Linked DNA regions of Danio rerio: region 1 is linked to region 2. A link is a contact called in public Hi-C data. All regions are on one chromosome and are shown on one strand. Each heading gives the region's core, a stretch centred on a gene start, on an enhancer-like site or on the middle of the called end of the contact. The rest is flanking DNA. Distances are from core to core; before and after follow the strand shown. Region 1 overlaps fermt2 (FERM domain containing kindlin 2). Region 2 overlaps ddhd1a (DDHD domain containing 1a).

What was found. A called contact is a pair of places that touch in the nucleus more often than the background predicts.
Region 1: a Hi-C map of an unstated tissue shows a contact between it and region 2, with 6 times the contacts expected there. The contact joins two enhancer-like sites. A contact is called at or near these places in 3 of 18 Hi-C or Micro-C datasets (caudal fin, hematopoietic stem cells and an unstated tissue) and 1 of 4 datasets of contacts at active chromatin or transcription factors (caudal fin).

What each region holds. Positions count from the first base shown.
Region 1 is chr17:56,847,615-56,851,306 of GRCz12tu, reverse strand. It overlaps fermt2 (FERM domain containing kindlin 2), which reads right to left. Exons shown (of 16, transcript NM_001256215.1): 12 at 2,730-2,948; 13 at 14-34. The region is part of intron 2 of LOC103909099 (a long non-coding RNA gene); the gene reads left to right. Among named protein-coding and RNA genes, the nearest start is that of stxbp6, 20 kb to the left of the region's middle. Within about 2 kb of position 2,171, at least 35 of the 62 cell types and tissues checked have an H3K27ac peak or open chromatin away from gene starts, as enhancers often do.
Region 2 is chr17:56,750,056-56,753,630 of GRCz12tu, reverse strand. ddhd1a (DDHD domain containing 1a) reads right to left here. Exons shown (of 15, transcript XM_073927674.1): 14 at 1,714-1,897. The coding sequence ends at 1,719. The region is part of intron 2 of LOC103909099 (a long non-coding RNA gene); the gene reads left to right. Among named protein-coding and RNA genes, the nearest start is that of fermt2, 15 kb to the left of the region's middle. Within about 2 kb of position 1,745, at least 5 of the 62 cell types and tissues checked have an H3K27ac peak or open chromatin away from gene starts, as enhancers often do.

The sequences.
Region 1 (3,692 bases), core at 922-3,421, 97 kb before region 2:
CTGTCAAACTTACCAAGTCCCTGACAAAGCCTGGCTGAAGAGTGTGGAAACAGGAAGAGGAAACAAAGGGGAAAAGCAAATAAATGAACAAGGCAGCAAAAACGAGGAGAAAAACTCAATCAAAAGCGCTGTTGATGAACAGCGAGAGAAGAGGGCGGGGTGCACGTGTGTGTGAGTAAACAGCAGGACAGAGCACACAAAGGAATACACACACACTACTTTCATTTCAAACTGACCACAAAAACAGTGTTATGCTTTTTGGCAATACAAAAAAATACATCGATTTTTTTATATACATTGCTCAGCAAAAAATACAAAATAAATAAAATAAAATTAGCATAAATTTTTTTTTTCAATATCTCAAATCAACAATTCTTAAAAGTCTAGACAGTGCAGAACTTTGGAAAAGTGGGCTTCAGAGTTCATGGTTGAGCAGTAGTTTATGATTAACGCGATTGTTTTAATCCCACTTCAGACCACACACGCTTCAGTACGCCAGGTGGCGCCACACACACACTTACATCCCCAAAACACACCACTTGGATGACTGTGTATCCGCTGTGCTGGACGGTAAACTCTAAAAGGGATACAGCTGTGGATGCAACATCAATATAGCGTCATGTTTGCGATACTGTACAACAATTATTCATACTTTTATGTTACTGACAGGATTTGGTTCAGGGTTGGGTAAGGTCTAGACAATAATAAAAGACAATTTAATGGGTAATTTAATGAATAATATGAATAATATTCTGTATAATTACTGTTTTAGGTTACTAGGAGGGTTGGGGTAGGGGTAGAGACGTTAATAAAAGGTAATGGGGTATATGCCGAAACATGCTAAAAGGACTTTTAATTTGCCAGTAACCTGGGTTAAGCGCTTCCAGCTAATTGAATGCCAATGTAAAATCCGGTGTGTTTAAGGTCTGTTTTCTTTAAAAATCAGCGATCTCCACTAGCTGAGTGATATCCGATTTAAAGTGGATCTCAGATTGTACAAGAAGCACTGCATTAAATTACATTTCCCCCCGCCATGTCTTTATAATATGAGCATTTATTTTACCCCAGTATATTCAATGGAGCTTCTGCGTTAGCCTGCCGATTCTGACGGGCACGTGCGAGTAAACAGCTTTTTGTCTCGTTTTACGCTTGAGCAACCAAATAAATGCTAAAGTTTATTGAACTGGATGTATTTTAATGACATTACAGCATTGATGCTGTATAAGGAACCGTATAAAATGGAAAAAAGTTCACAATAACAGGAATAATAACAATAATATCAATAATACTCTGTATATTTACTGTTTTAATGTTACTGTGAGGGTTGGGGTAGGGGTAGAGGTTAATAAAAGGCAATTTAATGGGTAATTTAATAAATAATATGAATAATACTCTGTATAATTACTGTTTTAATGTTATTTTGAGGGTTGGGGTAGGGGTAGATGTTGTTGATAAAACACAATTTAATGGGTAATTTAATAAATAATATGAATAATACTCTGTATATTTACTGTTTTAATGTTATTGTGAGGGTTGGGGGTAGGGGTAGACGTTAATAAAACACAATAAATGGGTAATTTAATAAATAATATGATTAATACACTGCTCTATATAATTACTGTTTTAATGTTACTGTAAGGGTAGGGGTAGACGTTAATTAAAGGCGATTTAATGGGGTATTTAATAAATATTATAAATAATACTCTGTATAATTACTGTTTTAATGTTATTGTGAGGGTTGGGGTAGGGGTAGATGTTAATAAAAGTCATTAATTAAGTCATAGTCATTAATTAAACACAATTATTGTTAATAAAACAATAATTGGGTAATTTAATAAATAACTCTTGTTAATTTCTGTCTGCAGCTGTATCCTTTCTGGCAACAGCTGTGCTGGTCTTTTATGGTTTAACAAGTCTGAAAGTGAGAAACTGATTTCTCTTCAATTCCCAAAGTTTAATGCATCCTCTGAGATTCAAATTCCTCAGGGAGCCCTTGAAGGAAAGATATCGAGCTTGTAAACGCATCGATAAAAGCGTTCAGAATGAATCTGGACTCTGCAGCAGCTCTCATAAATAAACTGCTGTGTTCTTCCCAGACTGTGTCTCTACATTCCCAGGCACGGCTGGTTTCCTGTAGGCTCTTCTTCCCGCCTGTTTGTGGAGCTCCGCCCACTCGCCGGAGCGGAGAGATGGAGGACAGGAAGCCCAGACCATCCCCCAGCCCAGCATCAGCGGACCACTGTAAGAGGACACCAGCAGCCTTCTGTGCACTCACACACACACACACACACACACACACACACACACACACACACACACACACACACACACACACACACACACACACACACACACACACACACAGACTAATGCAAATGCAGCCATACAAAGATGTACAGACACACAGTCACCACATACACACATATCACAGATCTACACAAACACACAAACCAGACAAACAGACATGCAAAAACACACACATCCTCCCCAACTTTCCTCTTGTTTTTGACTCGAGCCCTGTATATTCACAGCACTGCAGCGGGAGCTATCTTTTGGACAATTAGGGTTATGTGACATATTTAACATTTAATTAATGCAACATTAGATTAATATCAAACTTTCATCCATCATTAAATAAATAAAAACAGACCAGATCAGTTATTTTCAGTGCTTTAACCTGCTGTTCAGGATTGGTTTCATATATTGATTGATTTCTATCCTGCATTTACCTGCTTGTTCTTGTATTTCTTCAGGTATCGTGGAGACACCAGACACTCAGGGTTGATGTCGGTGGTGATGGGCTCGATGATCTGCGGATCAGGATTCATGTGCTGCATCTTCAGGAAGGACAGAATGTTCTGGACCTCCAGATTGTAGGAACTGTCCGCCATGGTCTTCCCTTTAGAGGCCAGACGGCAGGCGGCCATCCACTGAGCGTACTGCTTCTCCTGCAGCACAGACATAGCAGAACATCCTCTGAGTCACACTGCTTGGATTTACAGTCACTGCTATAACTCCAGCAGATTCTCAATTACTTTCATTTCTGGAGTGATCCTTTTGCATTTTAATGTAAATCATTCTAGTAATTGTGTTGTTTGCTTTTGTCAGTGTAATGCATTTATTTTTAGGAAATGAAAGGCCACTTTGGCAACTTGGGAATTACAAAACTGCACCCTGAGAAATAGGATATATAGTAATTGTATTGTAATAATACTACTACTAATAATAATAATTATTATTATTAATTATTATTATTAGTAGTAGTAGTATCATCATCATTTTTATTAAATAAATAAATAAATAAATAAAAATGATAAACAAAAAAATATATATAATGTAACTCTGAATAAATAAATAAATAAATAAATAAATAAATAAATAAATAAATAAATAAATAAATAAAGTGATCCTGGACTTCAAAATAAATAAACAAACAAACAAACAAATTAATTTACAAACAAACATAAATAAAGTGACACCGGACCCCAAAACAAACAAACAAACAAACACATAAATAAATAATAAATAAAATAAATAAATAAAGTGACCCTGGTCCACAAAATAAATAAACAAACACATAAATAAAGTGACGCTAGACCACAAATTATTTAAGTAAACAAACAAACAAATAAAATAAATAAATAAATTGACCCTGTGTTACAAAATAAATAAAACAAACAAATAAAACAAAC
Region 2 (3,575 bases), core at 496-2,995:
GAGTTATTTACAAGTTTCTGACCACTTATTAAATGTGTTCAGTGTGCTGCCCATTGTGTTGGATTGTCAATGCAAGCCTCTTCTCCCACTCTACACACACTGATAGCAACACCGCAGGGGAAATGCCAGCACAGGCTTCCGGTATTCCGTAGTTTCAGGTGCTGCACATCTTGTATCTTCACACCATAGACAATTGTCTTCAGATGACCCCAAAGATAAAAGTCCAAGGGGGTCAGATTGGGAGACCTTGGGGGCCATTCAACTGGCCCACGACGACTATTCCGCTTTTCAGGAAACTGTTCATCTAGGAATGCTCGGACCTGACACTCATATTGTGGTGGTGCACCATCTTGCTGGAAAAGCTTGGGGAACGTGCCGGCTTCAGTGCATAAAGAGGGAAACACATCATCATGGAGCAAGTTCAAATATCCAGTGGCCTTGAGGTTTTGATGAAGATGAAGAATGGCCACACTATCTTTGTTGTCTGTCATGTGAAGATACAAGATGTGCAGCACCTGAAACTACGCATACTGGAAGCCTGTGCTGGCATTTCTCCTGCGGTGTTGCTATCAGTGTGTGAAGAGTGGAAGAAGAGGGTTGCACAGACAATCCAACACAATGGGCAGCACACTGAACACATTTTATAAGTGGTCAGAAACTTGTAAATAACTCATGGAAGAATAAAGTTACGTTAAAAGCAAGCACACTATTAGTTTTCTGGTGAAATTTTCAATAAGTTTGATGTGTCACATGACCCTCTTCCTATTGAAAAAAACAAAAGTTGGATCCAAGATGGCCGACTTCAAAATAGCTACCATGGTCAACATCCATCTTGAAAAGTTTGCCCCCGCACATATACTAATGTGCCACAAACAGGACGTTAACATCCCCAACCATTCCCATTTTATTAAGGTGTATCCATATAAATGGCCCACCCTGTATATATTTATGGGTGAAGCGTGACTGGCCTGTTATCCTTCCAGCCCGTCGTCATAATTCCTAATCATGTGAAACCAACAATACAATAAATAAAATAAATACAATCAACAAAACCCAAGACATTCAGTATGAAAACAGATTTACAGTGGTTATGCATGTAAATAAACATATGAATGCATTAAACAAACTCAAGTCAACACAGGGTGCGTCCCAAATCGCACACTTACCTACTATATAGTGCATAAAAAAACAGTATTCATACCATTGGAAAAACAGTATGAGGGAAGTACCCGGATGACCTACTACTCCCGAGATTCTGAAGTGCGCACATGATGTACACTATGCTATCCAACGATGCACTTGGAGAGAGTTCATGAATGTGGGTGAATCGAGTGAGTTGTGTAGGTCATGTGATCATGACAAAATGGCTGATGTAGTACGTCCAAATTCCATCAATACTCCTCACATTTATACTATTTAATGGTCGTGTAGTAAAATCAAATGTAGTACGTACTCGAGTAGTAGGTGATTTCGGATGCAGCCACACTATTCTATATAGTTAACTAAATAAAGAGCTTTCTATGGATCGGCGGACTTCTTTGGACTTGCACGACTATATAAAAATATAAAAAATATTGCCGTTTCTTAATGATGAGGATCAGTGCTGGAGGATTTTGCATAGTCCGGCCTCTGTCCATGAGGAAAGGCCTAAGGAGAGGAGCTCAGAGGCACTAAGTGTTGATTTAAGGGATGGATCAGTGTGTATTGCGTCACCTGTGCTACATGGCTGTGCTGGTTTCTGTTTGCTCTGTGCTCTGCTGTTTGTATATGAAGGTCAGGAGGAACAGGGCCACGTCATGGGACGTCCAATAGGCTGTGTGTGAGGTCACCGCTGACCAATAGCGGCTCTCCACCATACCCTCGCGCAGCTCAAAGTCAATGCGGTGCTCCATCTCCACTGCGAAACACCAGCAGGAGCATTAGCAGACATGAGGAGATAAAATAATCACAACATGAACTAGAACCTAAAGTTTATTGATAAACTTTGATGTTGGCTTGAGAAAGCCAACGTGACTGCGCTAGGACTAAGAATGGCAGTTGGCAGGAAGCACGGCGGCGGTTGCTAAGTGGTTGCTAGGCAGTTGCTAAAACAATTATGGCATTGTTAGGTGGTTGCTAAGCAGTTGCTAAATGGCAATGCTCGTGTACATGTTTGATCAAATGCTAATACTTAGTAGGCATTTCTAGCATATGTTATTGCATTTAGATAATCATTCATAGCATGTAGCTAATCGTTATTAGCGCTTGGCTTCCATTATCATTGTTACCATGCATAGTACACAGGAAGTCCCATTTGCTAGCATGAGTCAAACAAGCCAATGCCCAGGTCCCTACGATGTTCTGATGTAGAGGTATTTGCTATTTTTAAATGGTTGCTAGGTTATACTGTTTAGTTGCTATGGGGACATTTGACAGGTTAGTGATGATACATCAAAGCTTCTTGGCAATATGAGTGATCTTAATCAACCCCGATGTCTCTATGACAGTCTTTATGAGTGTCAAAAACTGGACTTGAATATTATGTATTCCTGGTGTTGGGTTGTGGCTGGAAGGGCATTCGCTGTGTAAAACATATGCTGGATAAGTTGGCGGTTCATTCCGTTGTGGCGACCCCTGATTAATAAAGGGACTAAGGGAATGAACATTATGTAAAAATGGCTTGCCGTATTTTTTTGAAAATACAATGCTTAATAGGTGTGAAAGTGATACATGCAAAATGGCTTGCCATATCAGTAAAAGATATGGAGTTTAAGTCAAAAATGGCTTGCCATATTTAAAATAAAAAATAATATAAATAAATATGTATATAAAATAAATATATATATATAAATATAAATATATACATATATACACACACACACACACACATATATATATATATATATATATATATATATATATATATATATATATATATATATATATATATATATATTTTATAGTTTTATATATATAAAAATAATGCTTAAAAATTATTTATTGGAAAACTATAAGTCTGGTAAACCTTAAAGATATAGCAACAAAATCTAACGCATCTAAATACAGATTTTGGCCAAATTTGGGGCTTGTATAATTTTTTTATATGCCCGGATTATAAAAATTTAATATTTAACATTTTTTTATTAAAAAAACAATAAGTCTTACAGGCATGAGGAGATATAGCAACAATCTTGAATGTAGAAGGCACATTTTGACCACATTTGGGCCTTGTGGCATGAACGACCTAGGAGGAGATGCGTTTGTTTTCAAGGACAGAGTAGTATAACAGTATGTTGGCTTTCTCAAGCCAACATAATTAAAGGGACAGCTCAAACAAAACAGTTCTGTCATCATTTCTTCTGTTGAACAGCTATTGACTTCCATAGTATGTTTGGTTCCTACTACAGATGATTACTCTTCTGGATTTTTTCGCTTGTGTTTGACAGAAACAGTTGATTGTGAGTAAATAGCGCATATATATTTTTTATTTTGGGGTAAACTGTCCCTTTAAATTCTCTTCAGCGCACCAAAACTGCATTTATCTGATTATAAAAACAGTAAAATGTTTATATTTTGGAAAAACTACCATTTAAAAG